Linked DNA regions of Sus scrofa: region 1 is linked to region 2. The links are chromatin contacts, called in public Hi-C maps. All regions are on one chromosome and are shown on one strand. The core of a region is the stretch at or near the end of the contact, and the rest is flanking DNA. Distances in the headings are between cores, read along the strand shown. Region 1 holds the start of LMNB2 (lamin-B2). Region 2 has its middle 130 kb from the start of TLE6.

Region 1 (4,176 bases), core at 379-2,878, 440 kb before region 2:
GTGAGCTGTGGTGTAGGTTGCAGACATGGCTTGGATCCCGTGTTGCTGTGGCTCTGGCGTAGGCCAGTGGCTACAGCTCCGATTTGACCCCTAGCCTGGGAATCTCCATATGCCGCGGGAGCAGCCCAAAGAAATAGCTAAAAAGACAAAAAAAAAAAAAAGACTGAGCCTACTACTCAGCCCCATTCCAATCCCCAAACTCCCCAGGATTCATCACTGGACCATTGCAAAGTTCCACAGAGAACCGAGAGCACCTGAGTCACCCCAGGAAACCCCCTGAGAGCCTCCACTCCTCCTTAGAACCCCCTCAGAGAGCTGTGGCCTCCCAGTCTCCTTAGAGACCCCAAGAAACTCCAAGTTTTCTCCTAGGACACTTGAACACCCAAACACATCCCAAGATTCCCCAAAACTCCCTTAGGGGCAAAGCTTATGCTGGCTCACATCCCACCATTTAGGGGCCCCCTAGATCTCCTCGGACTCTTCGGTGGGTGGGGCCTGCCCCACTTCCACCACTCCCACAGCCCCCCTCCCCACTCCTCCAGGGATCCCTCAGGAAATAGACCAGCCCAGTCTGCATCCCTCATTCAGGAACCTCCACTGAGATCCCATCAAGTATGCCTCAGAGGATAGGTCTCCTCCCGTGTGTACCCCTTGTCAGGGCACCCACAATCCCCTGGGTCCCCTTCAAGGAACTGGTCAGCCTCAGAATGCACTCCTCACTCGTGAAATACGTGAAACACCTGCTCCAGTGTGCACCCCTCACTCAAAGCTCCCCAGATCCTCAGGGACCCATCAGAGAACGGGATTCGCCCTAGTCTGCACCCTTCTCAGGGGATCCCCAGATCGTCCGGGATCCCTCGGTGGATGGGGCCGGTGCTAGTTTCCAGCTCTTGCGGGGGTGCTGTACCCCAGAAACCCCTGGGGTCCCTTGTAGGCGCCCATCCTGACCTCCAACCCTCACTCAGGATCCCTTTAATCTCTCGCGGGGTCCCTCAAGCAGGGGCACGCCCCAGCATGCAACCTTCACTCAAGGGATCCCCGAGATCTTCCCGGACCCCTCGGTGGGCGGAGCCAGCGCCAGTCTCCACCTCTCGCATGGGAGATGTCCCCCAAACCCTCTGGAGACCCTCAGAGGCCGGGGCCCAACGAAACGTGCGACCCTAGCCCGGGGCCCCCGCAACCCCTGGGGACACCTCGGTTGGGCAGAACCCGCCCCAGTGCCCCCTCTCGCACGAGGGTCCCCGAACCCCGTGGGACCCTCGGAGGCCCGCCCGCCGTAGCGAAGATCCAGGCGCCCGCGCCCACCTCGCGCGTGGTCACCTCCTCCTTCTCGGAGATCTTGAGGAGGAGCCGGTCGTTCTCCAGCTCCAGCGCGCGGACGCGGTCGATGTAGTGCGCCAAGCGGTCATTGAGCTCGCGCAGCTCCTCCTTCTCCTGCAGCCGCGACAGGCGCGTGGGCGACAGCGGCGTAGCGGGCCCGCCCGCGCGGCCAGGCGGCGGCGTGGCCATGGCAGCGGCAGCGGCGGCGGCGGCGGCGGCTCGGGGTCCGCGCGGCTCAGAACGGCGGCCGCGACTCGGCGGGCTCATTCAATCCGCGCCGCCGACCAAGATGGCGCCCGCCGCCCGCCGCCGCCACCGCCACGGGGCAGCCTGGGACTTGTAGTCCCACCGGAGCCGCGCGCCGCACGCCGGGAGCTGTAGTCTCCCGCTCCGTTTCCCTCGCTGTCATCAACTCAGCAGGCGCGGGACGACTGCCCAACTGCCCGCTCCAAATTCCAGCTCTGCCACTGTGTGATGCCTGGTTTCTTTTCGGGCCTCAGTTTCCCCACTCATGTAACCTACCTACCTCTTTAGAGCCTCATTAAAATTAAATTTGGTGAAGAAACCTCAGAAATATGTTCCGTGATCTCACCCATATGTGAAATCTAAAAATCCTGAAACAACACCAAAAATCCCCCAGCCGCTTATAAATAGTGTCAGGTTGTCCTCCGAAGAGGTTTACCAATTTCCAGTTTTGAAGCAATGTGTGAGATTGTCTGTTTTCCTACATCTGTCAATCCTGAATCACTAACTTTTATTTGAATGTCTTATTATGTCTATAAGTAAAGTTTTGCAGTTCTCTCTTGTGTGTATGTGTTTCTTTCTTTTTTAAAAAATTGAACTTTGGTTGATTTACAATGTCGTGCTAATTTCAGGTGTACAACCCAAGCTCATGTACACGGAAAACAGATTGGTGGCTGGAGTGGAGGGTTTGAAGCAGTGAAGGGCATCAAAGGGTGCACATTTCCAGTTATAAGATAAATGCCATGGGGATGTTATGGGCAGCATGATGACTATAGATAACAATATTGTATTGCATATTTGAGAGTTGCTAACAGAGTAGATCTTGGGAGTTCCCTGGTGGCTCAGTGGGTTAAAGATCACACTGCAGTGGTTCTGGTTGCTGCTGAGGCATGGGTTCAATCGCTGGCCTGGCACAGTGGATTAAGAATCCAGCCTTGTCACAGCTGTGGCATAGGTCACTACTGTGGCTCAGATTCAATCCGTGGCCCAGGAACTTTCATAGGCTGTGAGTGTGGCCATAAAGAAGAAATTCTCATCACAAGAAAAAAAAATCCTATAACTATGTATGGTGATGAATGTTACCTAGGCTTATGGTTGTAATCGTTTCCCACTATATACAAGTATGGAGTCAGTAAGTTATACACCTGAAACTAATAGGTTATTTATACATCAATTTTAAAATATCTCAATTAAAAAAAAAATGCTCAGTGAAAGAAGCCAAACACAAAAGGCCACACAGTGTATGATTCCACTTATACAAAATGTCCAGGAGTTCCATCGTGGCTCAGTGGTTAACGAACCTGACTAGTATCCATGAGGATGCAGGTCCGACCCCTGGCTTCACTCAGTGGGTTAAGGATCCGGGGTTGCCATGAGCTGTGGTGTAGGTCACAGACAAGGCTCAGATCCTGAGTTGCTGTGGCTGTGGCGTAGGCCGGCAGCTACAGCTCCGATTCAACCTCCAGCCTGGGAACTACCAAATGCCACAAGTGCAGACCTAAAAAGACAGAAGACAAAAATAAAATAAAGTAAGATAAGATAAGATAAGATAAATAAAATAAAATAAAATAAATATCCAGAAGAGACCAAAAAATGGAACAAGTTCTCTCCAACTTGGTGCTTTGGACATTTGGGCTCCACTGCTCCCTCTGGTGGAGAACTGACTTATTCACTGAAGGATATTGATAGACAGCATCTCTGGGCTCCAGTAGCACCCCCACCCCCTTCAGCCAGGACAACCAAAAATGTTCCTGTTGCCACCTGTCACCAAAGGGGCAAAATCTCCCTCAGTTGAGAACCACTTCCTTCCTCTAACCCTGGCACTTGCCATCTGTTTTTTCTGCCTCAAGAATGCCTCTTCCCAAACATCTCACCTCCAGGAGCTTGGCGCAAACAGCCTTGCTCACGGACCCCAACAAAGCACACACTGAGAACTCGGATTCCTGCTCCAGCCCTTGCAGGCGTTGGGGGGGAGTCTCCCCTTAGTGCTCACCTGTCTTGAACCTGATCTTCACTAACATTCCCCTCTTACCAGAAGCAAAGCCCCCACCCCACCCCAGCACCCCACAGGTGTGAGTCCCTGGCTAGATCATGACTATGCGGTCCTCTCCAAAGTTACCTTTATTTGTGGACCCTATGCTGTCACCTTGTCCACAAATAGAAAAGAACTTTGGTAGAACATGATGGTGTTTAAAACAAAGTACGAATAAGTGATACCACAGGAGGCAGGGCTGGAGGAGAGAAAAATTATTGAGGTTTGGGTTTGGGGCTTTCAGGGGGTCATCTTTCTCCCCTCCACGCCCAGACTTAGCTGCAGCGCCCTCCCCATCAGAGCTGGGCCACAGACCAACTTAATCCCCACCTCCTGCCATTCAAGAGCCTGCAGGGTCCCATCTGGCACCCACCTCGCTGACCCCTTTTGGCACTTGAATGTTCCATCCACCTCCAGGTTTTTGCCTGTGCTGTTCCCTGCACCAAGAATGCTGTTCCTTGTGCCTCAACCACGGGCCTGGGCCTCAATCTTCCCGTCTGTGAAATGGCGTCGGATTCCTATTCTCTGCCCAGATCTGTGCCCCGAGCTCTCCCCTCCACGGCCCCCCCGCGGACCTCCGC
Region 2 (4,065 bases), core at 268-2,767:
CCCCCACCCCAGACTTTAAAAACCTTTTCCGAAAGCCACAGGAAGTTCTGATCTTTTCAGCATTAAGTGCCTGCACTCTTTGCTAGATGCCTGCAGGAAACGTTGCACTTTCCTTCCCCACAACTCGGCGTGAGTAAATGGGCTTTACTGCACACAGGTGACCCAAGTTTGTTTACCCTGAAATACTTCAGCAACTAGGTCCAAACAGCCAACTAGGAGGTTTTGCTGGTGAAATGGGGCCCTCTTGTGACGATGATTTTCCTCCATTGAAAGCCTTCTTTGTGCATTGTGGATACAATGACTTTGTCAGAATCTGTTACACAAATATTTTCTCCTTGTTGTGGCTTGCCTGCTTGTTTTCTCACAGTGCAAAATATTCAAATATTCAAAATTTTAAGGACAAACTAGGTCATTTCTTTGTGTATCTTTTCCACATTTTCTATCCTGAGAAATCTTTGCCTATCCCAAGATCACAAAGATTTTTCTCCAGTGTTCTTCTAGATGTTTTAGAGCTTTAGCTATTATAAAAACTTATTGTGTCTGAACAGTCATGTCCTTAAAAGGGAGACCTGTAAGAATTTTTGATTTTCCCTAATTTTTGAGCCTGTTAATTGAATGCATAGTCAACCAGACACACCACATCCTGGCCATCTTCCAATGTATATGTGAAATTCTCCAACTGCCAGAGATGACAGCTTGCAGCCCAGAGTTGCCCCAGCTTCACCTCAATCACCCCGGCACCCTCCACTTCCAGGAGTATCCTGCCTAGGACTTGGAAGAGGACTGGGGTTGTGTCCCCAGAAAGGGGCAAGGGGGCAATTAGGCAACATAGAGGCTTCCCTGAGTGTGATGGGAACCAAACATTTGTACAGGGTCTGGGGGAGGCAGCAGGAGGGACAGATGCTCATAGTGCTCACCTGTCCACATTTGAGATATAATATTTAATACATTTACTCTTTATTAACATGGTTAATTTTTTTTTTTTTGTCCCTCCCCATCGGAATCTAAGGATGAGGGCAAGGATTTTTGTGTTAATTTACTGTTGTCTTCCCTTGTCCAGAAAATAGAGTTTGGAATATAGCTATGCTTAATTAGCATTTTTTTTTCAGGATTCCACATGCATTTTTCCTTCAGGAATATCCAATACAAAAAACAAAATAGGCACCAAAGCGAAAACGTGAGCTAGGGCGCCATCCAGTGGCTACTATGGGATAGCACGACGCAGTTATTAGAAAAGCAGTACGTAAACAAATGAATAAAATATGACACATTTCTGGAAAAATAAGGTGTGTTCCAAGAAGCAACATTCCAATAATAGGAATGTCTTTTTATAGGGGTGTAAATAAAGAAAAGTTTTCAGAGAAATGAGCATTTATTGCTTATGTAACAAACATTGCTTATTAGACACCCGGGTGCTCAGGGGTTGCCCAGGAGGCCACGCCCTCAGCCACACCTCTGGGTGTGCTTTCTACCCTAGACACGCCCGTGTGGGGATGTGGGCGGGCCCTCATTGACCACGCCCACAAGCACATTCCCGCTTCCGGAAAGCCTAAGGGGGCAGGGCACCACACTAGAACCAATAACGTCCCAATGACCGGGGAAATAGTATTTATCTGCTCTATGATTGGAGAAGCTGACCTGCCTATCCTCGAGCTTCCACCAACACCAAACGTAGGTCTGCCCCCTTTTTATTGCTCCCAGCTGCCCCGGGGCCGGAAGCGGAAGTGCGATCAAGAACGCTACTGCAGAGTTGGCTGCTTTCATGGGACTACACGCTACTCCTTTTGGTGTCCACAGCAGGGTCAGGCCTTGCGACTGCTTGGCGGCCAAGGCTGGGCGAGGAGCAAGCCGCGCCAGGAGTGGGTCAGAGGGCGGGGTACAGTTCAAAGGGCAGGGGTCGGGGTTATTTAAAGGGTTACTTCCAAAGTCCAGTCTAGGACGAATGGAACTGAGCCTCAGGGGTCTTGTTTGGCGGCGCAGGACCATCTGACCCCCTACACCTTAGGACCCGCGGCGGCCTCACTTTAGGATTTGGGGGAAGGGTGGATATGAGTGAGATGTGGATGGAGGCTGGTTTCCCTGGGCGCAGAGCAAAGCTGAGCCACGTGCAAAGGGGTCAACCAGGGCAACGTGAAACTGAATCCTTTTTCTTGGAAAACAAAAATTCATGTGGATTGTTGTGTCCAGAAACACCTGTGTAAATGCTTCGTGATATCCTACTGTGGCCACTGGATGGCGCCCTAGCTCATTGTGGAAATGGGGACAGATTCTTAGCATCCAAGAGAATCAGACTCCAAGTGGGAGAGGAACGTTGTCTTCTTACAAACAGGTTTTCCCGTCCCACTTTCTGAGATTTTCTGGAAGGAGTCCCTGTAGACTGGCTCCTGTGCTCTTTTAACAAGTCCCCATCTTTTTTGTTTGTTTGTTTTTAGGGCTGCATGTGTGGCATATGGAAATTTCCAAGCTAGTGGTCCAGTCAGAGTTCAAGCTGCCGGCCTGTGCCACAGCCACAGCAGCGCCAGATCAGAGCCACGTCTGCGACCTATGTACCACCAGCTGGTAGCAACAGGGTATCCTTAACCCACTGAGAGAGGCCAGGGATCAAAACCTGCATCTTCATGGATACTAGTCTGGTTTGTAACCTGCTGAGCCACAGCGGGAACTCCAAGCTCCTCATCATTTTGTGAACATTGCCTGACTTTCTGGCATAACTGGATGCTTCAGGACCTTCTTGTCTGGATACTGGCCCAGCCTCTGATCATCTTTGTCATAGACAGATTTCAGAGCCCAGTCAGGCATGTGTAGCTTAGTACATGGGGTGTGGGATTTTGGGGACTCCTAGGAGAATGAGTGTCTTTTAGAAAAGACTTCTTATCAGGCGTTGTCAGTGCAGTGGCCTGAGTTGCTGCTGTGGATTGTGTTCCATCCCTGACCCTGGAACTTCCTCATGCTGGGAAGGACCAAAAAGAAAAAAAAAAATTTAAATCTTCCTAGATTGTTAAGGTGGCATGGGAAAGCTGGGAGGGAGGTGGGTGTGAAGGAGAGCCATATGGTGATGAACATTTTCCATTTCTTGACTGCGGATAAATGAACCTACCTAGGTGATAAAATTGCATAGAACATAAAAGCAAAAATATTGTAAAGAACTTAACACACACACACTTGAATAAAATAGATTGTATCAATGTCAAGATCCTGGTAGTGACATACAACTATATTTTGCAAAATTTTAGCACTGGGCAAAGGCAGAGGAGATCCCTGAGTTATTTCCAACTCCATATGAATCTACAATTCTCTCAATAAAAATTCCAATTAAAAAGGATCTGTACTATGTTGCCACAGCTGTGGTGTAGGTCACAGCTGTGGGTCTGGAACTTCCGTATGTTCTGGGCACAGCCATTTAAAAAAATTAAAAAGCCATACTAATAGAAATTTAATAAAACGATTTTATGGTGGAAATGCCAATAACATGAGAAGCCATGAAAACAGCAGAACACATGGGCTGCAGCTTACTAGTAAATACTAGAGATGAGTGAATGAACATCCTGTCACTGTCCCATCTGCTTTGCAGAAATGAATGTGAGAATAAAATTCTGGGTGAATAAAGAATGAACGTTTGGGTGACTCAGGGAAGCAGTTTTGTTTGGGACTGTTTTCAACCACAAATAAGCTATTATAAAATCCCTTAAAGGAATGATCATACCAGTTATAGTCTTGGAAAACACAGCAGTACAACCAGAGAAACAGGAAAATAAAGCAAATGGATTCCAAAAAACTCGATCAGTAGTAGGGTTTTGTTTTGGAGTTTTTTTGTTGTTTTTTGGGTTTGTTTGTTTTTTTTTTTTTTTTTTTTTTTTTTTTTGGTCTTTTTAGGGCAGCATCCATGGCATATGGAGGTTCCCAGGCTAGGGGTCGAATTGGAGCTGTTGCCACTGGCCTAGGCCAGAGCCACAACAAACACCAGATCCAAGCTGTGTTTTTGACCTACGCCACAGCTCACAGGAACGCTGGATCCTTAACCCATTGATCTGATCGAGGCCAGGGATCAAACCTGCAACCTCATGG

The links. A called contact is a pair of places that touch in the nucleus more often than the background predicts.
Region 1: a Hi-C map of omental adipose tissue shows a contact between it and region 2, with 2.0 times the contacts expected there. The contact joins the promoter of LMNB2 here to the enhancer-like site in region 2. A contact is called at or near these places in 2 of 5 promoter capture datasets (fetal skeletal muscle and liver), 9 of 47 Hi-C or Micro-C datasets (alveolar macrophages, embryonic fibroblasts, epiblast stem cells and 6 more) and 1 of 2 datasets of contacts at active chromatin or transcription factors (alveolar macrophages).

What each region holds. Positions count from the first base shown.
Region 1 is chr2:76,123,384-76,127,559 of Sscrofa11.1, reverse strand. LMNB2 (lamin-B2) reads right to left here and starts at 1,628. Exons shown (of 12, transcript XM_003353991.4): 1 at 1,306-1,628. The coding sequence starts at 1,587.
Region 2 is chr2:75,682,428-75,686,492 of Sscrofa11.1, reverse strand. No RefSeq gene overlaps it. Among named protein-coding and RNA genes, the nearest start is that of TLE6, 130 kb to the right of the region's middle. Within about 2 kb of position 1,517, at least 39 of the 83 cell types and tissues checked have an H3K27ac peak or open chromatin away from gene starts, as enhancers often do. A contact at or near this core is called in embryonic fibroblasts, omental adipose tissue and retroperitoneal adipose tissue, where this site is marked.